Regions from separate parts of the Mus musculus genome. Here all the other regions are linked to region 5. The links are chromatin contacts, called in public HiChIP or PLAC-seq and promoter capture Hi-C maps. All regions are on one chromosome and are shown on one strand. Each heading gives the region's core, a stretch centred on a gene start, on an enhancer-like site or on the middle of the called end of the contact. The rest is flanking DNA. Distances are from core to core; before and after follow the strand shown.

The links. Promoter capture Hi-C pulls out the DNA fragments that hold promoters and counts their contacts. HiChIP or PLAC-seq counts read pairs in DNA pulled down with a chosen protein or histone mark.
Region 1: a promoter capture Hi-C map of pre-B cells shows a contact between it and region 5, with 3 times the contacts expected there. The contact joins the promoter of Mfsd5 here to the promoter of Atp5g2 in region 5. A contact is called at or near these places in 2 of 39 promoter capture datasets (cranial neural crest and pre-B cells) and 2 of 115 datasets of contacts at active chromatin or transcription factors (epiblast stem cells and pancreatic cancer cells).
Region 2: a promoter capture Hi-C map of neural stem cells shows a contact between it and region 5. The contact joins the promoter of Rarg here to the promoter of Atp5g2 in region 5. A contact is called at or near these places in 4 of 39 promoter capture datasets (hippocampal neurons, liver, neural stem cells and 1 more), 1 of 484 Hi-C or Micro-C datasets (uterus) and 4 of 115 datasets of contacts at active chromatin or transcription factors (epiblast stem cells, large pre-B cells, memory CD8 T cells and 1 more).
Region 3: a promoter capture Hi-C map of pre-B cells shows a contact between it and region 5, with 3 times the contacts expected there. The contact joins the promoter of Espl1 here to the promoter of Atp5g2 in region 5.
Region 4: a contact with region 5 is called in an H3K27ac HiChIP or PLAC-seq map of trophoblast stem cells, with 4 times the contacts expected there. The contact joins the promoter of Smug1 here to the promoter of Atp5g2 in region 5. A contact is called at or near these places in 10 of 39 promoter capture datasets (the C10 cell line, the HPC-7 cell line, the SN4741 cell line and 5 more), 1 of 15 datasets of contacts at CTCF or cohesin (embryonic stem cells), 4 of 484 Hi-C or Micro-C datasets (the G1E-ER4 cell line, LSK cells, erythroblasts and 1 more), 21 of 115 datasets of contacts at active chromatin or transcription factors (craniofacial prominence, embryonic basal ganglia, embryonic forebrain and 12 more) and 1 of 9 other capture datasets (liver).
Region 6: a promoter capture Hi-C map of pre-B cells shows a contact between it and region 5, with 2.9 times the contacts expected there. The contact joins the promoter of Zfp740 here to the promoter of Atp5g2 in region 5. A contact is called at or near these places in 1 of 39 promoter capture datasets (pre-B cells) and 2 of 115 datasets of contacts at active chromatin or transcription factors (bone marrow-derived macrophages and memory CD8 T cells).
Region 7: a contact with region 5 is called in a promoter capture Hi-C map of liver, with 4 times the contacts expected there. The contact joins the promoter of D930007P13Rik here to the promoter of Atp5g2 in region 5. A contact is called at or near these places in 5 of 39 promoter capture datasets (the HPC-7 cell line, cranial neural crest, embryonic stem cells and 1 more), 5 of 115 datasets of contacts at active chromatin or transcription factors (acute myeloid leukemia, embryonic basal ganglia, embryonic stem cells and 1 more) and 1 of 9 other capture datasets (macrophages).

The regions. Positions count from the first base shown.
Region 1 is chr15:102,277,623-102,280,937 of GRCm38.p6, forward strand. Mfsd5 (major facilitator superfamily domain containing 5) reads left to right here and starts at 1,834. Exons shown (of 2, transcript NM_134100.4): 1 at 1,834-2,007; 2 at 2,555-3,315. The coding sequence starts at 2,573.
Region 2 is chr15:102,255,564-102,258,800 of GRCm38.p6, forward strand. It overlaps Rarg (retinoic acid receptor, gamma), which reads right to left and starts at 1,959. Exons shown (of 10, transcript NM_011244.4): 1 at 1,677-1,959; 2 at 907-976.
Region 3 is chr15:102,294,428-102,297,560 of GRCm38.p6, forward strand. It overlaps Espl1 (extra spindle pole bodies 1, separase), which reads left to right and starts at 1,866. Exons shown (of 31, transcript NM_001014976.2): 1 at 1,866-1,988; 2 at 2,333-2,422. The coding sequence starts at 2,342.
Region 4 is chr15:103,161,352-103,164,787 of GRCm38.p6, forward strand. It overlaps Smug1 (single-strand selective monofunctional uracil DNA glycosylase), which reads right to left and starts at 1,933. Exons shown (of 6, transcript NM_027885.3): 1 at 1,921-1,933; 2 at 452-623.
Region 5 is chr15:102,669,222-102,672,298 of GRCm38.p6, forward strand. Atp5g2 (ATP synthase, H+ transporting, mitochondrial F0 complex, subunit C2 (subunit 9)) reads right to left here and starts at 1,826. Exons shown (of 5, transcript NM_026468.2): 1 at 1,797-1,826. It overlaps Mir688 (microRNA 688), which reads right to left and starts at 2,645; the gene lies at 2,571-2,645.
Region 6 is chr15:102,202,372-102,205,336 of GRCm38.p6, forward strand. It overlaps Zfp740 (zinc finger protein 740), which reads left to right and starts at 1,274. Exons shown (of 8, transcript NM_001289691.1): 1 at 1,274-1,431; 2 at 2,200-2,715; 3 at 2,858-2,934. Csad (cysteine sulfinic acid decarboxylase) reads right to left here and starts at 2,681. Exons shown (of 18, transcript NM_001359126.1): 1 at 1,768-2,681; 2 at 766-889; 3 at 73-203.
Region 7 is chr15:103,145,404-103,148,383 of GRCm38.p6, forward strand. It overlaps D930007P13Rik (Riken cDNA D930007P13 gene), which reads right to left and starts at 1,425. Exons shown (of 7, transcript NR_045743.1): 1 at 911-1,425; 2 at 112-197.

The sequences.
Region 1 (3,315 bases), core at 584-3,083, 390 kb before region 5:
TCAGGCTCCTAAGACCAAAAATCAAATCGGGCTACAAACTTTAAACCTGCAGATTCATGAGACCCCCATCGCCCCAGACAAAGCAGCACCAGGGTTTGGTCCTTAGCACACAGGTCTTTTCTTTTCACAGTTGTCTGTAATTCCAGTGTCAGGTGATCTGATCTCCGTGGACACTTGGCACTCACATGATGTACAGACACATACGAAGGCAAAACAGTTACATATTAAAATAAAGAAATCTAAAAAAAATCGAGGGAACTCCTCCCCACCCTATCCTTCCAAAAAAAATAATACCCTTTTTTGTGAAAAAGAGGATGGCTAAAAAAGACTTCTTAGGGTCTTTGCTTGTTTTGTTTTTTTTTTTTTAGATTTATTTCATATATGTAAGTACACTGTCACTGTCTTCGGACACACCAGAAGAGGGTGTCAGATCCCATTACAGATGGTTGTGAGCCACCATGTGGTTGCTGGGAATTGAACTCAGGACCTCTGGAAGAGCAGTCAGTGCTCTTAACCACTGAGCCACCTCTCCAGCCCTGCTTTTTTTTTTTTTTTTAATTTATTAAAGATTTACTTTATTTAAAAGTTTATTTTATGTGCATGAGTGTGTGCCTAAGTGACTATACTCTCACTAGTTTCATGCAGGTCTCAGAAGTCAGAAGAGGTCAGTCAGCTCCCCTGGTGGAGCTGGAGCTACAAGCAATTGTGAAAACTACTCTGCATATTACTCTTCAAAAGCAGTAACAAGTGATCTTCCACCCCTCTGCCTCTCCTCTGCAAGAACAGCAAGTGCTCTTAACCTGTTAATCATGGAGCATTTTCGCTAGGATTTATTTATTTATTTATTTATTTATTTATTTATTTATTTATTTATTTATTTGCTTTCCAAGCGCAAGGACTACATGAGCCACCACACCATGAAAGAAAGGGAAGTCCTGGCCAGGCGGTGGCAGCGGCGCATGCTTTTAATCCCAGCACTTGGGAGGCAGAGGCAGGTGGATTTCTGAGTTTGAGGCCAGCCTGGTCTACAAAGTGAGTTCCAGGACAGCCAGGGCTATACAGAAATACCCTGTCTTGAACCCCCCCCCCCCAAAAAAAAAGGAAGAAAGAAAGAAAGAGGTCCTCTCTAATAATAACATGACTTCTGGCGGTAAAGAAGGTAACTATCTTGGGGGGGAACTCTGCAGGAAGCAGTGTGCAAAGGCCCAGGTGGGAGCCGGTGTAGACAGGAGGCCGCGTGGTAGCAGATAAAGTCATGGACATAGCAAAAAGTCCCGGACAGATGCATTTGCATGTCTTTTGAAAGATGTTGGATTCTATCCTTAGTGAAAAGGGAAGCCATTGCAGGGGTCTCCAGGACATAATATTGAATACTGAAACTTAACATTCCAAGAAAAAGCAGATCCTAGGTAGCAGGAGGTGGGAGTCCAGCTCCAGGGCTTAAGTTTTTGTCACTGCTTCCGCAGCCGGACTCCGGCTTTACACCACACCGCCTCCCTCAGGTGTCTGGACAATACTGACTGCTGGCCGGGAGGTCAGGGGAGGTCCAAACCCTAGGGCAGCTCAATTTAGGGCAGCGGAGTTCATTAGCACGTGGTATCCGCTGGCTCTGAGGGACTGCCGGCACCTTTCCTTCTCCTCCTGGAGGAAAACAGAAAATACACTTTCATTCCGGACGACCCCGCGGATATTGGCCAGCTGGAGGACCCTATGGTACCCGCCTGCTCAGGCGCCCAAGAGAACAGCGCACCGCTCCAGCATCCCGGGCCCCATAGGCTCTTCCGCTCCTGGGCGGGGCGCCACGAGGGGGAGTGGCTTCCTGCCGCGCCCCGTCACGTGACGGGGCTATCATGGCGGCGGCCACGAGCCAGCCCGGCTCCCGGAAGCAGGCTGTGAGGGGCGGGCGCGCTGCTGGAACCCGAGCGGAGCCGGAGCCAGTGCGGGGAGGGCGGCCCGGCGGCCTGGAGCCGGACGTGTCCGGAGCGTCCCGGCAGACCGGGGCAGCAGGTGAGATGGGGGCCGGGCGAGGTGCGAGCGGATGAGGGGACGCTCGGCTGAGGCTAGGGGGCGCAAGGAGGGTCAGCCGTGACCCATAGCCGGGGAACCTGCGGTGCGCGCGCGTGACCGCGAAGCATTGGAGAGGCCGGCCCGGGCGGAAGGGATGCTCGGGAATAGATGTGGAGACACTGAGCTCCAAAACTGGCTTATCAGCGAGGATGGGAGGTACAAGAAGCCTGCAGAACCTATCATGGAGATGGGCAGTAGCCCCTTTTGAACTTGAGGGACCGAGATTACTGAAAGGAGTCCCCTTTGCTGTACCAGGCAAGGGTGGAGCGAGTGCTCTGGCCTCTCCCCACTGTCACCCTCCCCCGCCCCACTGAGTCCTAGGAGACAGCCACTCCTCCCACCCACCCAACTGGTCCCTCCAGTCTCAGCTCTGGGGGAGAGAAATTGACAGTGCAGTTGGGTGGAGTTGCCCTCTGCTTAGACACCTAACTCCTCGACTGTGCTACCTGGATTATGGATGTGACTGTGGCCATCGTTCTCTCCCCAGGTCGTCCGGGGGCCCATCATGCTGGTGACTGCCTATTTGTCTTTTGTGGGCCTCCTGGCCTCCTGCCTGGGTCTGGAGCTGTCAAGATGCAGAGCCAGGCCCCCTGGAAGAGCTTGCAGCAACCCCTCCTTCCTTCAGTTTCAACTAGACTTCTATCAAGTCTACTTTCTGGCCCTGGCAGCGGACTGGCTCCAAGCTCCCTACCTGTATAAACTCTATCAGCATTACCACTTCCTGGAGGGTCAGATTGCTATCCTCTACGTCTGTGGCCTTGCCTCCACGGTCCTCTTTGGCCTAGTGGCCTCCTCCCTTGTGGACTGGCTGGGTCGTAAGAAGTCTTGTGTCCTCTTCTCCCTCACTTACTCTCTATGTTGCATAACCAAGCTCTCTCAGGACTACTTCGTGCTGCTGGTGGGCCGAGCACTCGGTGGGCTGTCCACAGCTCTCCTCTTCTCAGCCTTTGAGGCCTGGTACATCCACGAGCACGTGGAGAGGCATGACTTCCCCGCCGAGTGGATCCCAGCCACCTTTGCCCGAGCCGCCTTCTGGAACCACGTGCTGGCTGTGGCGGCTGGTGTGGCAGCGGAGGCCGTGGCTAGTTGGATAGGGCTGGGGCCGGTCGCACCCTTTGTGGCTGCCATCCCTCTTCTGGCTCTGACTGGGGCCTTGGCTCTACGAAACTGGGGAGAGAATTATGACCGTCAGCGTGCCTTCTCCAAGACCTGTGCTGGAGGCCTGCGCTGCCTGCTGTCTGACCGCCG
Region 2 (3,237 bases), core at 709-3,208, 410 kb before region 5:
GACTTGGGGAAAGGGTTCTTACAAAGCTTCTCTTAGAGATGAGGTGGAGTTGAGGGGAGGGCATGGATGAAGGGGGCTGCCGGATGGAAGGGGGGCGTCTCCCTGCTGCCCTGCCCGCTCCAGAGCCTGGAACAAAGCCGCTCTTGTCAGTTGCTCTCCACCCGCTGCCCCCCTCCCCTCTGTATAAACACGACCACCTTTTTCCATGACCCCATCTCCAGAATGGGAGGAGAACCCAGGCATCCTCTGCCCTATCCTGAGCCCCAAGCCTGTTCTCCAGGAGACAGCAGTGGACCCAGCTTCCCTGGCTCCGTGCCGTTGTTGGGGGAGTCTAGACCCTTGATTCTCCACCTTGAATCCTCAGGTGCCCTCCCTCTACCCCACTGGCCCCAGGGAGGGGCAGTACCCAGGAGGCAGGCAGGCAATGCCAGTGGAATGTGTGTGGGCATCAGAGGGCACGGGCAGGGTGGGGCCGAGGGGGGAACTGGAGGTGCCAGTTAGGTGGCTTTCTGAGCCAGAGGTGGGGGTGTGCCCCGGGGTTGGGGGGGCGTGTCCTATGCTGCCTACCAGTTCTAAGCCACTGTGTGTGTGTGTGTGTGTGTGTGTGTGTGTGTGTGTGTGTGTGTGTGTTGGGATAACCAAGCTCCGAGCACCCTGGACACACACTCCCCTTGACCCCCTCTAAGTATCCTTACTGACAATGGCTGTGGTCCTCAAACCCTAACTCAGTACCCGAAGAATAACCATAAGGGCAGAAGCCTCAAATTTGAGGAGTAGGATCCCAACTGCCCCGGGTTTAAGCCCTACAAGAGGGAATTATTTGAGCATTTTGTCCTTGAGTTCCCTCCCCGAGACAGACATCCCTGCTGCCCCATCCCCATGACCACCAACTAAGCATATTCTTACCCTCTGGCCTCTGCAGAGAGTCCCTCCTACATACTGGGCCAGGCTGAGGTGAGGGACCTGGTGGAAACTGCTGGAAAGGAAAGAGGCGCTGTCAGTGGCACTCCAGGACAGGGGCTCTCCTGAACCTGTCCGGGCGTTATAACTCTAGCTTTGTTCCACTGGGGCCTCCCCTTGAGAATATTCTAAAAGAGCTCCCCTTCATTGGCTCACTTGTGCAGTAAGGGATAGATCAGAGAGAATCCAGGTTCTGCAGTCCAAACTCCACAGACCACTTTACCCACCTAGACACTTGCTAGAGCTTTCCTAGTCCCCATACAGAGCCCTGCCAATCCACTGGAGAAAGGGTACTTGGACCATCAGATCCACCCTTCAGTATGCCCCCGCCCCACTCCGGTGGAAGAATGCCATCCTTTCCCAGAGGAGGAAAACCCGTCTTCTCTGACATTCCGAGTACAGGAACATTGGTTCGCTTGCCCAAGACTTTCCTAAATGCTCTCCTTCAATACTCACCAAAATCAAGGGCAGACAACCCGGCCCATCCTCAGTCTGTCTAAAAAAAAATCTCCCCTTTCTCTTCCCGGGTCACGACTGACCCCAACTTGGGGCAGGAAGCCTCCGCATAAGCTCGGCTAACAGCTTGGCCACCCCCGGAGGGAAAGGACCCCAAGGCTCCCGACGCCCCCGCCCCTGGCTCATTTCAGCAGAGGAGCCCCGGCGTCCGCGGCCGGAGGGCGGCCAGGCGGGCGAGCCGGCTTCCCCGCCTGACTCACCTGGAGGGGAGGGCGGGGGAAGGAAGGCCGCAGAGCCCCGAGGTCCCGGCGTCGGGCGGTCTCGGGGATGGAGCACCGCGGTGTTAGTGACTCGCGGTAATGGGGGGCTTCAGGGGGGCACGGCTCTAGGCTGGGACAATCCCGGGGCCTCTCGGAGCCCGCCCGCCCACGTGACCGCCCCAAAATATCCGACACATTTTCTCCCAAACCGCACACTGACTCCGCAGGCGGGGACACGGAAAATATTTTCTTTCTTTTTCTCCCTCCCTACCCCCCCCACCTCCCTCCCTGCCTGGCTCCCTCCTCCTCCTCCCGCCCTCGCTCCTCCCTCCCCTGCCGCCTGCCCCTGCCCGGCTCCCTCCTCGGTGCCCTGGGGCTGGGGGGGGTGGTGGCTGGGGGGGGGGAGGACTGGGCGGGGCGGCCCAGGACGCCTGGGTCTCTGCCCCTCCCATTTGCTAGGCTTCCGTGGCTCCATCCCCGGGAGGCCGGGCAGAGCTGGCAGAGGTCAGTGTCCTGGGCTCCATGATGCCAACCCTTTCTCTCTGGCGCTATCCCCCTTCCAGCCATTTGGGGAGACTGAGTTGTCTTTAGCCACGCTGTATTCTGCCAGGCCGGTCTCTGGTACCTCCCAGGGTAGGCAGTGAGAGACTTGGACACTGCCAAGACGTGGAGTGATGGGGCAGGAGTATACCAGAGGAGAAGGCACTGTCCCCTTTTCTTAGTTAACCTCCACCTGCAGGTCAAAGCAGTATCCCTTCCTCTGGCCTTCTCTGTCCTATGGCCTAGGAGCAAACTGGTTTAACTAGTGGGGGTTACGATGAAGGTGCTACGAATTGGGTTCACAGGCTTCCTCCCTCTCATTCTGCCTGAAGTTGACTCCAGGAGTTAAAGCGCGTGGGTCTCTCGCTGCCAATATCGTCCCCACCTTTAGACTTGGATTTAGAGGGGGAGAGGCTGGCTGGGAGGAGGGCTGAAAGAACTTTAGGGAGGAGGGGGGATGGGAGGAGCCTTGCGCTGGGTGTGAGGGAGAAAGCCCAGGCGAGGGTGTGTGTCTGGCTCAGCCAGCGAGGCCTGCCTGGCTGCCTGGTAGATGCGCCACGAATGTTGTTGACGCTGGGTCTCTAGAAGCCCAAAGTCTGTGTCTAATAGGGATATTCTCTGTCTCCAAACAAACCGAGGCTGAAAGGCTCTCGAACCTAGAGAGGGAAGCCAATAGTTTGACTTTATACCACAGAGCACAGAGCCAGAGAAAAGTGAAGTCCTATGCACTCTCACAGGGATGGTCACGACTCCAGAAGAGGAGAAAGCTCATTGGACGGGCTGGGCCAGGCACTAGCCCAAAGGACCATCCTCAGCAACGCTCCCAGAGTGGCCAGCACCTGGGGAATGGGCCCCTGAATCACATCACATTTTCCACTTTGGAATTACTCAGCTCTGGTCTTGCTGTCACCCTAGGGGCCAGGCATCCCCCTCCTGGGAAAGGCTTTTCTGGGTAGCCATTATCAGCTAAAGGAGAAGGGGAAAGAGAGGCTTGCTGTGGCAATCCCAAGAGACCAGAGAC
Region 3 (3,133 bases), core at 616-3,115, 370 kb before region 5:
CCCTCTGTAGTTCACTCTTGGTACCCAAGATCCTCTTGCTTCAGGCTCCCCAGTATCTAGGATCATAGTTTTGAATTAACAGGCCCACCTTGTAACAAATACTGTTCGTTTTAAAAATTAATTTGTTATACTTATGTTTATAGGTGTTTTTGTCTCTACATATGCCTGGGTACCATGTCTGTGTCTGCTACCCAAATGGACCAGATCCCTGGAACTGGAGTTAGAGAGCTGTGAGCCACCATGTGGGTGCTGGAAATTGAACAGAGGCCCTCTGGGAGAGCAGCCATTGCTGTTTACTGTTGAACCATCTCTCCAGGCCCGCTTTTTTTTTTTTTAATATTTATTTATTTCTTTTATGTGTAGGAGTACACCATAGTTGTCTTCAGACACACCAGAAGAGAGCATCAGATCCCATTACAGATGGTTGTGAGCCACCATGTGGTTGCTGGGAATTGAACTCAGGATCTCTGGAAGAGCAGTCAGTGCTCTTAACCTCTGAGCCATCTCTCCAGCCCCAGGCCCGCTTTTAAAAAGATTTTTTGTTTTGTTTTGATTTTGAGACGAGGTCTCACTAGACAACCCAGGCTGCCTTTGAACTTTAAGCTTTTTTAGCTCCTCAGCCTCCTTAGTAAGTATTCCCTACCCTCTGGTGGTGGGTGATGTTTGGTACCACCCTTGACTTTATAGTGCATCTGAGAGAGCAGGAGTTAGACTACTTGGTAGGCAGGCAGATAAGGGAGAGGGGCCATGGCTAGGAGATAAAGGTGGTCAATTTCCAGGATGGCTGCTTCTTCCTTATGCCCCTGACTTGAGAAAAAAGCTCGGCATTGTTAGTGTCTGCATTAAATATTGCCATTCCCACGCTGAAATTTTCTAGTGGGGGAGATGTCAGTTTTTTCTCTTATTCCCTCCCCTTCCTATGTCTCCCCCTTTCTTTTTCTTCCTTCCTTCCTCCCTCCCTCCCTCCCTCCCTCCCTCTTTCTTTCTTTCTCTCTCTCTCTCTCTCTCTCTCTCTCTCTCTCTCTCTCTTTCTTTCTTTCTTTCTTTCTTTCTTTCTTTTGATTTTTCCTGAGACAGGGCTTCTCTGTGTAGCCCTGGCTGTCCTGGAACTCAGAAATCCCTACGCTCAGTATTTTGAACCCTGTTTCAAAAAACAAACAAAACAAAAGACTGTGAACGTTCACAATGAATTCTTCCCTTTACTCTTCACTCAACTCTATAGCCTTTCTTATACAACCCATGTAAGATGTAGGCTGGAATCCAAACTTGGGAGGGAGGAGAACCTAGGAGAACCCGGAGGTTGTCCCTGCACCCTTTTCAGTGTCCCTCTCCACAAAGTCAGAGTTTTAAAGAATCCCAAAGACCCTGTGTGGTGGTGTACACCTTCAACCCCAGCATTAGGCAGGTGGATCTCTCTTAGAGGCCAGCCTGGTCTATTTAGCAAGTTCCAGGACAGCTAGGATCACGTAGTGAGAACCAGTCTCAAAAAACAAAAATAAAAACAAAAAAATACATCAAAGGCTATTACACCTTTTCTTTCCTAGTAACGCAAAGCAAGCCATGTGGGTTTCTTATTTTAATTCTCTTGAAATTTAAAATCCTGCCTGAGCTCAGGGAATAAAGGCAAGAAAGACTTAGTGATTGACCACCCAACTGCGAAATGACTGTAATTGACTGAGGTTGAAGAAGGAGACTGTGTCCCAGAGTCTTTCCGGTCCAGAGTTGTACCCGCCCCTCCAGGAACACGTGACAGACAGCGCGGCAGATAAACTACAACTCCCAGAGCGCCACGCGGCCGGCCTGCGTTACGCTTTCTCGCTGATTGGTCACTAGGGATATTTGAAAGGAGGTGCTGGCGCGGAAAACGAAGCGTGCCCACCCGGTGCTTGGTGGAGCTCGGGCTGGAGGACGCTGCTAGGCCGGTGAGGAACGGCAGCTTCGAGGGAATTAAGGCACGGAGGGTCTGGTGAGCGCGCGCTCAAGCCGCGGTAAGTGACATTCCCATTGCTGACCTGGGAAGAAACGGGGCGTTTCTGCGGAGGCTCGGCGGCCCCCGAAAGGGTGTGCTCGGCGCCCAGGACCCTGTGGAGACCCCTGCGGTGGCCTGGTGGGACACTGAGGACAAGGAGCGTCCTGGAGGAAGGAACAGTGGACTTGTCAGTTTGTAACGGGAGCCCAGTTTATATCGGCCTCTCCCCGCATAGGATTTCTGGTGGGATTCTTTGCCTGCTTCATCCTTTGAATCCTCCTACAACTTTCAATCCCTTCTTTCCTCCAGTTATTTCCATTACAACCCTTCGCAGGCTTCTACAAACCATTTCGTTGTATCTAGACTTTTGCCATGAGGAACTTCAAAGGAGTCAACTTCGCCACTCTGCTCTGCAGCAAGGAGGAGACCCAGCAGCTGCTGCCTGACTTGAAGGTGGGACCCTTTATGGCTCAGGACACACCTAGTTTCTGAGATTATCTGTGTTTTTTTCCTTTTCCTTTTTTCTTTTTTTCCGAGACAGAGTTTCTCTGTATAGCTCTGGCTGTCCTGGAACTTACTTTGTAGTCCAGGCTGGCCTCGAACTCAGAAATCCACCTGTCTCTGCCTCCCTAGCGCTGGGATTAAAGGCTTGCGCCACCACGCCCGGCTTCCTTTTCCTTTTTATTTATTGTTTTTATTTTTATTTAAAAAATTATTTTTCCGCCGGGCAATGGTGGCACATGTCTTTAATCCCAGCACTTGAGAGGCACAGGCAGGTGAATTTCTGAGTTCGAAGCCAGCCTGGTCTATAGAGTGAGTTCCAGGACAGCCAGGGCTACACAGAGAAACCCTGTCTTTGAAAAAAAAAATTTTTTTTTCCCCTAGGGCTACTAATGTGATCATCTCCTAAGGACACTCTGGTTTATGTTCTCCGTTTGGGAGAGTTATACATCGGTTTTTGTTTACGTTTTATCATTCTCCTTATAGTAAATTTTACATTCTAATTTTATTTATTTATTTATTCATTTATTTATTATATGTAAGTACACTGTAGCTGTCTTTAGACACTCCAGAAGAGGGCATCAAATTTCGTTAGGGATGGTTGTGAAGCCACCATGTAGTTGCTGGGATTTGAACTCAGGACCTTTGGAAGAGCAGTTGGCG
Region 4 (3,436 bases), core at 683-3,182, 490 kb after region 5:
GGGTAAGGAAGACTAGAAGCCAGGTTCTAGTCTATCCCCACCACATCTATAACATCCTAGGTCTTATCACCAACCCCTGCCCAGCTCTATCCATTTCCACTCTATCTATCAGTCTTGTTTAGAGCTACCTTTAAACAAAACATTTTTGTTTCTCTGTGCTAGGGGTGGAACCCTGGAGCCAGGCAAGGACTTTACTACTGAGCTGCCCTGATCCTTAATGAACCATTACTGATGGATTCCTCTCTACCACCCATAACCCCAGTATGAGAGAATGATGGTAATAATAGTATATCACTAAGCTACATCACTAGCTCCCACTGCCTCTGCTGCTTCCTCCTCTCCCTCCTCCTCCTTCTTTCTTTTAGACTTTATTTTTATCTTATGCGTTTTGAGACAAAGTCTCACTACATGGCTTTGCCTGTCCTAAAATTCAAGATGTAGACCTACTAACCTCCAACCAGTGGCCTTCTTCCTGCCTCAGTCTCCCGAGTGCTGGGATTACCTGGATGTGTCACCATAGCAGGCTAGAAATCTGGTTTGTCCACACAGGCTCCCAGAACATTCTGGAAAGCTGAGGACGGTGTGGCGAACTGGGTTTTCTGGGACCTTTGCTTTGCAAGTCCCTGTGTAGAACCAATATTAGAAAAAACAGCACAGGGATCTCTCTCAGGTCTAAGATGGGTCTGCTCTGGGCTGAAGACAGCAAGGATAGGCATGCACAGAAGTGAGGAGAGCTTATTTTCACTGTTCATCTGGTAGCAAGTGTCACAGGCTAACTAGAATGCTAGTCCTGGTTTCCTCTCTTAAACGGTTCTTTCTCTTAACAGTTGTTTTTATTTACTAGGGAGAGCAAGCACACCTTAGCAACTCATGTGGCAAAAGATAACTTTTGGGAGCTGGTTCTCTTCTACTGTCAAGGCTCTGAGGAATGAATATAAGTCATCAGGTTTGGTGGCAAGAGCCCTACCAGCCAAGACATCTAAGAAGGTTCTCTTGCACAAATCACTTTAAGGCTCTTCTCTATAGGAACCATCAACCTACCTCCAGCAATTGTTTATTTCTTAAATATTTGAGTCCCTCATATGTTGGGGGGATAACTCCAAAATAAGATATAAGACAGGTTTGGGATAAGCCATGAAGAGCTAAGAGGACAGATATAATCTGAGCTTTGCTGTCCTGGACAAAAAATCAAAAAAAAAAAAAAAAAATTCCTAGCAGGAAGTCTGACAGTCCTCCCTAAAGTCACCAACAGCCATAAGCTCAATGCCTGATGCTGCAACTCAGTGGAGTGTATACCAAAGATGAATGAAGCCTTGGGTTCAATCCCCAGCACTGTAAACCAGGTATAGAAGCTCGTATCTATCAGCTCAGCACTCAGGAGGTAGAGGCGGAAAGATGAGAAGATCAGGAGCCTTTTGTGTGTGTGTGTGTGTGTGTGTGTGCATTTTTTCCCCTCAAAAAGCAAAATGCCTTAAGAAACATGTCACACATTTCAAATTACATTAAAAAACAAAGGGCAACCCTGAGATACATCCAGGCCACAGTGCGATGGAGGCTCATTAAGTAAAAGTACTGGCTGCTCTTTCAATGGTTCTCAGTTTAATTCCCAGCACCCATAATGCGGCTTGCAAGAGTCAAACTGCAGTCCTATAGTATCCAATGTCCTCTTCTGGTGTGCAGACAAAACACCCATATATAAAAAATAACATAAATAAACCTAAAACAAAAATAAGAATCCAAGCCACTAGCTAGCCGCTGTCCCTTGTAGGTGGTACAGAAATCCACAGGATTTAAATCAAAACAGCGCTGCAGGGCTCACAGGGGCCCCTTGTAGGCCTTGGAGTCACAGAGCGGCTACCTCTCCGGAACTCCGAGAGCCCCCACCGCCCTTCCCAGAGATCCAGCCCCCTACTCCCTCACCTGCACAAGCTCCCCATGCAGCTTCCGCTTCCTTTCTTCGTCCTGGCGCGGAGGGCACTGGGAGTTGTAGTCGACAGCATTTAAATAAGAAGAATGGCTAGCGACGTCTGCTTCCGCCGGAAATGCCAAATCCCCGGAAAACTCGCTAAAAGAGTTCCACGGGTCGCTGGGGATTGTAGTTTAATAATATGATTTACATCAAGACGTCACAACCATCTGGACTCTGCAGCCATCCCCAATACCTCATCCACCAGAGACCTTTCCCTCTTGCTGCCCCGAGGTATAAGGCATCATCTTTGCAGCCCTCCAAGGGCCATTAACTGTTTACATAACATCCAAAGAGGCAACCGTGTGGTTGTGGCGGATCTACAGAGTGAGTTCCAGGACAGCCAGGGCTACACAGAAACCCTGACTCGACAAAACAAAACAACCAAACAAATATCCACGAAGGCATTTCTCTCAGCACCTACCTCTTTGACAGTGAACATCCCTGTTAGCATTAGCATCTAAATCCACAGCCTCGCCATTTTAATCTGTTTCTCTCTTGCCTTGACATCTGCCAGCCTGTATCCTGAATTGGGTTTCTCCAAGAAGCAAAATCAAAACCATCCTTTTATCAATGTGAGGAGATGTATTGTGGAAATACGCTCACAGCCCTATGGGACCTGCTGCCTGTAAGCTGGAGAACCAGGGAAGCCCTTTGTGTTAAGAGCCCTTCCTTAGTCATTGGTTGCACTGGACTCTGAACAGGTTGGTGGTGCCCACCCAGGTTAGTAAGGAAGATCGTCCTGACTCAGATTTTTGTTTATTTACCAACTCTTATGTCTCCTGGCCCTCATAAGTAGACATATATAAATAACACATCCCATCTTTCCAGACTCTCCTACAATAGTCTTCCCAGGAAGCCTTCTCCAACAAACTTTAATCCCTAATTGCACCTAACTAGCCCCTCAGCACTGACTTCCAAAGCCATTCACACCCTGCTTTGTTCCTATCTAACTGGACATTTCACTGTGACTTTTCACTCAACTGGAATCTTCCATGGGTAGATATCTTCTGGGTCCCTTGCCTTCCCCAATACTCATGCCGGGGGAAGCCAGGGCTCTCATCACCAAAGCAAAGTCCCCAATGGGTGCTAGGGAAGAAGACCAGGGAACCCAGAACACAATGCCTTTCCCAAGACTGCTCTAGCATCCAGATAAAAGCAGTGGGTGCAGCTGTTGTGAGTAGTGACCATCCAGCATCAAGGTGAGGAATCACTCACCTGTATTCCATCGAGGCTGCCCCTTACTTGCTGAGCTGTAGTGCACAGCAGCCTTGTCCCTCTGGGTCTTGCCACTTTCTTTCTGTACGATTTGTCGCTCACCTCTTCCATGGCTTGCTTTCTGTCTCTAGGTGCCTCTATCTTCCCCTGGGCACACCTCAATATCTCTACTTCCTCTGCAATGAAGAAAAGTAAACTTCGTGAACAGGACTCTCTATCTCTGTTTTCTGCACATTTTCCTGTCTCCAAACA
Region 5 (3,077 bases), core at 576-3,075:
TTCTCTCTGAAGTTTGAATAGCCCATAAACTAAGATGCTCAAAGTATAGGCCTGTTAAACACTACTCCCTTAAGTACACTGGACGCAACCTGTCCAAGGCAGATATGCTACTTGTAAATCCTGAATTTTACTTTTAGACCAATGTTTGTCTTCAGGCTGGCTCTATCTAAAACTTTACTTTTTGCTGGATTCGGTGGAACACATCTATCATCCCAGCACTCAGAAGGCAGAGAGGCAGACAGAGCTCTGTGAATTCTTGGCTACACAGTGCGACCCTGTAACAAACTCCTCCCTTTTGTCTTTATGCAACCTAAACCCAGATTTGATGCCCACCTACTCAGGTTTAATTGAGTCGAAACCCAGTACTTCTTTAAAACTTTTGCAATAGAGGCTTAAGCTGGGTTGATGGCTTAGATGATGGTGCCTGCCACACCCCGTGCGCTGGGTACCTATGGAAGCAGGTGGCCTGAAGCTGACTGGCTTGCAATCAGAGTCGATGAGCTTCAGGTCAGTAAGACATCCTGTCTCGAAAGGTGAGGGTGGAGTGGAAATGCCCCCCACATTAACCTCTCAGCATGCATGCATACATGTCACCATACACGTGAATAAAGGGAGGTCTGAAGTTAGGCATGGTGGTATGTGCAAGTGATCCTAGCACTGGGGAGGCTGATGCAGAAGGATCATAAATTTGAGGTAAACGTGGGTTAGAGTCAAGAAGCCAAAATAAAATGGAAGACGTTTTTCCAAAAACAAGTTTTAACATGGTAACTTATAAAATGTAGTTCTGGCAATACTCTAATTACTGCCCAACCCACTGCTTGCTTGCAGAGAACTCAGTAAACAATTCTTAAAAAAAAAAAAAAGTAGGGGAATTAAATTTAATAGTTTACAAACATATGGAATAGTATAATCTGTTGCTGGTGTGTAATAAACCCAAGCGTATCATTCGGCGAGCCCTTCCAGTGGTCACTTAATATGGGCAAGCCCACACCAGAGCAATGAAACCCTCCACAATGAGAATTCCCCACTTAACCATTCCGTTCCTTAAACCTTCCCACTAGCTGGCAGGTATAAATTCTAAAGCTCGTATTGCTCCCATCTTCTGGGCTTGCTGCCTAACAGAAACCTCCATTTCCACCATTTAAGATTTTATTTCTAACTTCATTAGTATGTCAGGGCCTTCATTAGAGGCAACCAGTTTCTAAGGGAACAGGCCTCGCTCAGGCCTCACTCCTGCCACCTGTGCACAGGCCGGTTAGCCTGTTCTGTTACTCTCTACCACGTTCAGTTTATTTCAAACTGAAGGATGCTGACTAGGGAGATGATGGCTTTGGACGGTGAACTAGCTTGACTGCGCCAGAGGTCCTGAGGTTCAAAGTCTGCAAGCTTCAAAAAAATAAAAAATAAAGGCTATTTTGATTCAGGATGACAAGGGGAGGCAAAGGTAGGAGGGGAGAGTCTGGGGTCATGACAATGGTGAAAGGCGTGTGGGTGAGCGAAGAGCACCCATAAAAGCCTTGGTTCGCGCCCGGAGAGAACACGCTCGCCAGCATCTGCCTTTCGCCGGCCGCAGAGCCCCCAACCCCCGTGAGACACCCAAGATGGCGCCAGGCCCGCGCGGTTAGAGGTCATCGGCACGAGGAAGGGGTAGCCCTCCGCGTGGGGATGCCGGGACCGCGAGGGCTCAGGGACCCGCGTGGGAGCTAGCAAGGTCAGGGCGGCCACGCGTCCTCGCAAGGGGTACTGCTGCGCGCGCCTGCGCGGCACGAAGAGGACGCGAGGCCTCAAGGCCTTACCTGCTCCCAGGGCAGAGAAGACAGAGAGGGGCGGGGGCGCGGGAAGCGCGAGGGAAGGCTCTGCGCATGCGCGGCCGGAGCCAACGAGTCGCTTTTCTCCATGGATAGAGTGGACACAAGCTAGAGGATCGGCCGGGACGCCACAGCTCCCTCTGCCAGGTTGGTGGTGTCTTGGGGGACAAGCACTCCACCTGGCGTCCAACAGGAGAAACTGCAAAAGGAGCCCACCGTGCACGGAAGAGCCGCCAACTCTTGCTGATCTGCAACGTGGTGGAACTGTGGACTGCACAGCATTTTTGGAGTCTTGGACTCGAGTCCCCTTTCCGAGCATGCGCAAAGTTAAGGAAAAAAAAAAAAACCAAAAAACACCCTACCCAGTCTACTCGGAAATTGTTTATAGCATACAGTAGGGATTGGGGTTCAGTGCCTAAAATGTAGCAGGGGAAAATAAAATCACAGAACTCTTGGCTTCTTGTCACCCTCAGGACACTGGCAACGTTGGGTGGGAGATGGGAACTGGCCCAATGCTATTAGCAAAATGCCATGGCAGTTTCTGCTTTAACTTATTTTTATTTTTGTTTTCCCTATCTCGTTGATGAGCAAAGCATGAAAAAAACCCAGCATCTTCGAGTCATAAGACTGGGGGGGTAAACAAGGCCTGATTCTCCCTTTTGTGAGTCCTGGGATCAATTAGGGATAACCGCACCTGTGGCCTGCAGTAGGGGTGCGAAGTCACCCCAGGCGACCAGTTTACCTCCTGTCGGACTTGCTGGGGGGCGAGCTGGAATAAGTAGTCGCCTGCGAGGTGCTCTCCCCAAGCAAGCCCCTACTTTTCTTCACTGCCCTTTCGCCCGTCCCTCCCCCAGTGGCGGTGGGCGGGGGCTTTCCTGCGCTAGTCCTGGAGCAGGCCTTTGTGTACACGCAGGAACGCACGAGCCTAGCAGACGGCTGCAAGGCTGACCCAGCCCCTTAGCCCGGCTGTCCGGTTAGGGTGCTTGGACGCAGCGCGAGAAAGACGGGAAGAGCTCACCAAACCCCCATAAAAAAATAAAAAGAAAGCCGCGGCTGTAAATAAAGGCAAATCCGCCACCCTCTGAGGGGCCGTTTGTCCTCCCCTCCTTGGCCCCGTCCTTCCCGCCACCCCCTCCCGGCCCCCGGCCCCGCGGCGCCCCGGCCCCAAGCTCCTCCATTTAATCGGATTTGGGAGAAGGGGAGGATAAATCACGGCAGCAGCTTTACGGTCCCGGAGGAGAGGCGAGCCGCAGCCAGGCACACCCCGGC
Region 6 (2,965 bases), core at 24-2,523, 470 kb before region 5:
AGCTAATGTTTAAAACTGTATGATTGTTTCTGATGTGACTCTGTCCATGCAAGTTCAAGAGCCTGTACACACCTGGACTGCTTATTCCTTTAGAAGCAAGGTCTCTTCCCCAACCTGGGGCTCTAATTTTCTCAGTTAAGGTGGAATCCAGCAAGTCCAGGGGATTCTCCAGTCTCCACCTTTGTCAGAGCAGGCTTGTTAACCTGGAAAACAGAATCCAAACTCTGGTCCTAGTTTCCCAGCAAGCACTCTTAACAGCTGGGTCATCTCTTCAGGTCCCTACATTTGTTTTAAAAACATTCCTGGTGACATGTCTCTCCATTTTATGTCAGTTTCAGAATGACCCTAAGGGAAATGGAACTTACTTTAGTGGTGTAAAAGGTACAGGACTGTGGTTAGGAATCCATATGCTTTTTGGATAGTGTCTTACTGTCACTTAAACTCACCAGACAGCAGTTAGAATAGAAACTGGGACTTAAGTGGAATTCACGTTTCCTTCTGCCAAGTGTGCACTTAGAATAGTCCTATCTTTTAGCAGAACTCCTCTCTAATGCTACAAGTGGGGCGCTAGTATTCGAGGATAGGCTCAAATTTCCAAAGGGGGCCTGGCCCAGAGGACAACACGCACTTCCAAATCTCCAACAAGACTAGTCCACTGAAGGGAAAAAAGGCCTTTTCTTGAAAGGAAGCCTAGTTTGGCTAGGTCAAGACTGCGGGGCCGGAGCACGTTTGCCTTGGCTATTGAGGGAACTCACTGAGACTCACATGCAGATTGTGGTTTAGTGTGTACCGCAGGACTGCGCAACGGCTCAACTCTCCTCCCAGCTGACCTCAGTCTGCAGGTCTGCACCCCACAGCAGCAGGCACCGGAAAAACAGACCTCACCAAGCTTTAAAAAAAAGATCAGAGGTACGAACTGTCCCGGCTTCTACCTGGGGCGTCAGGAGAGAGACGGAGATTCTGCAAGAATCAACCAGCGCACCTAGCGAACCTTCTCAAAGAACACTCAGTACCTAAAGGTTCCCTAAAGGTTCCAGGCGAGCCTGGGAGCTGCCCTCAGTGAAGATGGCGGCCGGGGCGCTCGCGCGCCACGGCGCAGGCGCCGCCCTTCGCACCACCCTCCTCCGGTCCTCCGGGCCGTCCCCCTCCCGCTCGCCAGCTGCAGCTCTCCGCGCGTCCCCAGCCTCACCCCTTTTCGGAGGGCCCCCCCTCCTGTCCCGGCTCCGGAGCCCGGAAGTGGATGTGGCCGCTTGGCAAAGAGGGGGAGGGGGACGGAGAAGTGCTTCCGGGGAAACGGGCCCCGGGTTGGTGTTTGTAAACTTGCCTCGGTCCCGACGCGGGGAGCGGCGGCCGCGGGCTTGGCACGGGGTGCCTGGGGCCTGGAGGGGGCGCCGCGCGGCGGAGGAGACGGCGGGAGGCCGCGCCAGGCAGGTAGGCGCGCGCCGCGGGGAGGCAGCGTCGAGCGGGCGGGCGAGCGGGCGGACAGCAGCTCGCAGGCCGTGGGGCGCCGCGCGCGAGGGGGGAGGGGAGCGCGGCGGAGGAGGGGCGCGCGGCGGAGGGAGGGGGCGCGAGGGGAGGGCCGCCGCCGCCCCGCCCCCCACCGCCCCGCCGGGAGAGGGGGCCTTGCCCGGGAAGGGGGGGGGAAGCGCGGGCGCGAGCACGCAGGTCGCGCGCGGCTCGGCGCTCCCGGGGCTGCGCGCTGCGGCTGCCTGCAGAGCGCGCGCACACACGCCCGCCCTCCGCCTCCGCGGCGGCGAATTTACGAACCTTCGGGCGGACTCCGAGCGACGCTCACGTGCGGGCACTGCCAGCCACCCCGGCGCTCGGCGGAGGCCTCCCGAGCTTCCTTCCAACACAGTTCTGCCCTCGTCTGTGGAGTGCCAGCTTTGCAGGCCGGCCCACTCCGCACAAAAGCCCCAAAGGGCCTCCGCCCCCTTCTTCCGTTCCTAAGATGGCAAATCCCAGCTCTTACTCTCTTGGCAGATCCTCTCTATAGGAGGCCCAACTTACTTTTGCTCCCGTTGGCTGCTCTTTCGGCCCAGGAGGCCAGTTTCTTCTACTGACCTAGAAAGAAAGCTCTCGACTCATGTCCTCCTTTTGAGCTTCAGAACGCCCAGCAAAATAAGTTGAGGGAGCTTCGATCGTTGTTTGGCCTGAAGATGTTACACCTAAGGGCCTCATCTCCCTTTCTGGTTTCAGGTTTCTGGAACAGACCTAGAGCTTCACCAAGAGAATTCAACTTGGAAACCAAGACTGGTAGACTCTCGTTTCTTCCGACAAGAGGCAGAAGTCAGAGAGAGACTGCGGATTCTTGGGACACCTGTTTTCCTTTTGGAGGACACCGAGTTCTTTGAGAAGACAGTTCAATATGGCAAAGGAACTGAAAGAACGGGGAGGAGCCGTTACTGTGATTTGGTGACGGTTCTTCAGACAACCAGTGTCTTAAGGAAAACTGGGACAGAGAACTTCTGAACTTTTTGGGTTCGTTAAGTGAGAAGTCAGCATGGCTCAGGTAAAAAGCTCTCGAGTCCTCCTTCAAGACCGTTCACTGGGAAGCCTCTTTGCAGTGTCACCCTTGAATTCTGCCTTAGCCAACAGTATTGACCATCCCCAGTGAGCCGAGCTCTGTATTAAGCGCCAGGGGGAGATCTAGAGGAAGGAAAGGAGACAGGCCACAGCCCCTGCCTTCAGGGAGCTTCCAGTCAAATGAAGGAGGTAGGCTATATATCACGTCACAGGCACTGATGGGCCATTGGCAAAGCACCTTGTACCCGGTGTACTTTTGGTACGTGAAGTACTCGGGCATAAGGGAGTGTATAGTCTGGTGAATGCTTCATTTGTTTTTTTTTCCCAACAGGAATTTTATTGAGCTCCTGTTACATGCACGGCATTGTGTTTGGAATACAAAGATGAATAAGATTGCCCTTGTCCCCAGTAAGCTCCCAGGCTAGTTGGGGGGAGGGGG
Region 7 (2,980 bases), core at 175-2,674, 480 kb after region 5:
GATCACACCCAGTATCACTGAGGACTCCTAAATCTCTATCGCCAGCCTAGTCTTCACAGGAAACTAAGACCCATGAGCCTCCTCTACTTGGATCTTTAGCAGGCATCTCACACTAAATGTGTCCAAAGCATGTCTCCTGATGCCAGCTCCTTGGTATTCCATGATACCAGGTAATGACAAGTTCCATGTTCTGGTCACTGGTAGGAAACAAAACAACACAAAAACCTCTTAGTTTTTCCTTGATGATGCTGCTTCCACGGTTCCCATCTGACTCACCGCAACCACCCCCCACCCCCACCCCGAGCTGACTCTGCAACATTCATCCAGGCCCCACTCTCTCCTTGCTGCTACAGTGCACTCTTGGACGTCCTTGTTTCCCACTGCATTCTCAACATGACAGCATTGAGTAGTCAAGGGGAGTATGCATATCACTCTCAGGCCCTGACTCTCCAATGGCTCCCTGTCCATTCAGAGTGGAAGTGCAAGTTTAGCTGTGACTCATTAGTCCCCACATGATCGTGATTAGCTTTCTGTGACCTCTTAGAAGCCACAGCTCATTCCCTTCCTTATTTTCCCTGCTCCAGCCATACCGGCCTCAATGCCATTCCTCCAGCATGCCAGACTGCTCGCAGGAGGGTTTCCCCTTGCTGTTTGTCTGCCAGGAAAGATCTTCCCTAAATCTGCCTGGGTCGTCAGCATATGGTAAATGCCAGGTTCCATATGTTGGGGGGCAGAACACAGATATGCAAGGGAGGGAACGGGAAGATGAAACAGGGGAGTCGGGTACCACACAAGACATGAAATGGCTTGTCTTGCTTTCTGTCTTCCTGGGATTCTGTCTTCAGAAGATCAGGGATCTCGGGGTGGGGCTGCTCTTGGTTCTTCAGCAAGTGGCCCCTTTCATACTAACCTCAGGGCTGATGGACCCACATCTATCAATCTCAGGACTTCTGGACAGGAGCCGTCTGATGGTCCTGAATGAACAGGCCGGTCCTTTCTATGCTGAAAGGATACAGAGAAGAAGCCACCTCTTCCAACCATGCACTTGTTACCACCACCTTCTGCCTCTCCTTCAAGCCTCTTACTCTGGTGCTAGGATGTAGGCTTGAAGAGGAAAGGGAAGGGCTCAAGGTAAAGGGCACAGGAGGCCTAAGAGAGTAAACTGAGGCAGAGAGAAACACAAGCTGTGCAGAGCCAGTGACCCAGAGATAGAGCGGAATTGCACAGGCCAAAAGGGGTCCAGGTCAGAGGTGGATGCAGCCAGCAGGTGAAAAGCAGCAATGCACTGAGGGCTGGGCGCTCTGTCCAAAGGATTAAGGTAGGTAGGCTTTGGAAGTAAGGAGCCCAGGACAGCTCCGAAGAGGAACAGGCGGGGCGGCGCGGGCAGCAGGACCACACGCTGCCGGGCTGCGCGGGCGGAGGCAGACTGAGGCGGGCGGAGGCGGCGGGCTCAGCGGAGCGGGCGGGCGCCGGGAGCGGGCTCGTAAAAGCCGCGCGGCGCGGGGAAATTGCCGCCAGAATCGCTGAGCTCCACAAAACGCCGCCCGCGCAGCCCGCCGCCGCGCCCGCTCCAATCTCCAGCCTCATCGGCGCGCGGGCTGGTTATGCATTTAAATGTTATTTAATTGGATTGCGGAGGAGCTGGGGGCCAGAGTGCCCCCGCCTCCGCCCCGCACGCGCTGCACGTCTGTTTTCCGAGTCACAGATTGCCACGCACCCCCTCCTGCCCAATCCTTTGCCTCCGACGCTTCTCTCCCTCCCTTCTGAACCCGGCCAGAGGACACTCAGAAAGACATCAGCCTATGAAGACTGAAAACTAAGAGGCTACGCACGAACACACACACACACATCCTGAAGACGCACAAAGACATAGCAGCAGCAAAAATTGGCTACACTCACTTATACCAGTGTCCATCTGGAAGATTAAGAATGGCAAACAAATATGGTCCCTAGAACCACAGAAGTACACAAATGTGTATTAACACACTCATGCTGCAAGACAAAACATCACCTGACCTCTCCCGGGGTAATGACACTCACAAAGCGACACTGCCAAGCATGGGCAGAAAGGATGCCAAAGCATGACCCTCATAGGGTAAGGCAGAGACCCTCCCCAAAGCTGAGTAAGAAGGGAAGCCTGTGTTCACTCTTACACTCAGCCAGACCACCACCTATTTGCTTTGCCTATTCAGGGTTGGAAAACAAAACCTTTTGTTCAGCGACATACTGTCCTCCCAAACCACAGCACAGGAAGCTTCAAGAGGCAACTGCATTTGTAAGGATGTTTTTTAAACCGAACAAAGAAAGAAAATTGAGTCCCAATTACAACAAGCGGGATAGCAGATAGACACCAGGAGGGCCTTCCTGAGAGGATAGAAACTGGAATCCCAAGAGGTGAGGTTGGCCATGTGTGTGAGGTGGGGAGCTAGCTAAGAAGTCAGCACCGTGGAGGTTAGGGTCAAGGGTTAAGGTTAGGGAGGAGAGCACGTCCTGCATAGGCAGTTCTCCACAGGCTCCCAGCCAGCAACAGTTAACTGTTGACCTGAGATGATCAGGATTACGCCACTTCAATTAATGAAAATGGAAATGGCAACCTGGCTTGGCACAGGTCCCCGCAGAGGACCATTCTGGGCTCTCCGCCATCCCTTCTGCGAGCAGGGCCCGGAGACTTGAGGATCTGAGCGGGGCTGTGGGGACAGAAGAACAGGCAAAATGTACGGGGGGGTGGGGGTGGGGGAGATTCTATTGCAGCTGACCTGCTTGCATTGTATCTGAGAGCATGAGGGCCCAATCAGAGAAGAGAAAGTATCCTCACACACAGGCTAATTCAACCTTGTCTGCTAAAGTGTAGGTTCAGGCAGGCTGACAATCAGGCTTCTGAAAAGAAAAGCAATTGGTTTCCCCCTAAGCAACTTATTTCTGCATCATCTGATGGCCATTGCTGGGCAGTCGATCCATGTGTCTAACCTCAATGTCTCAT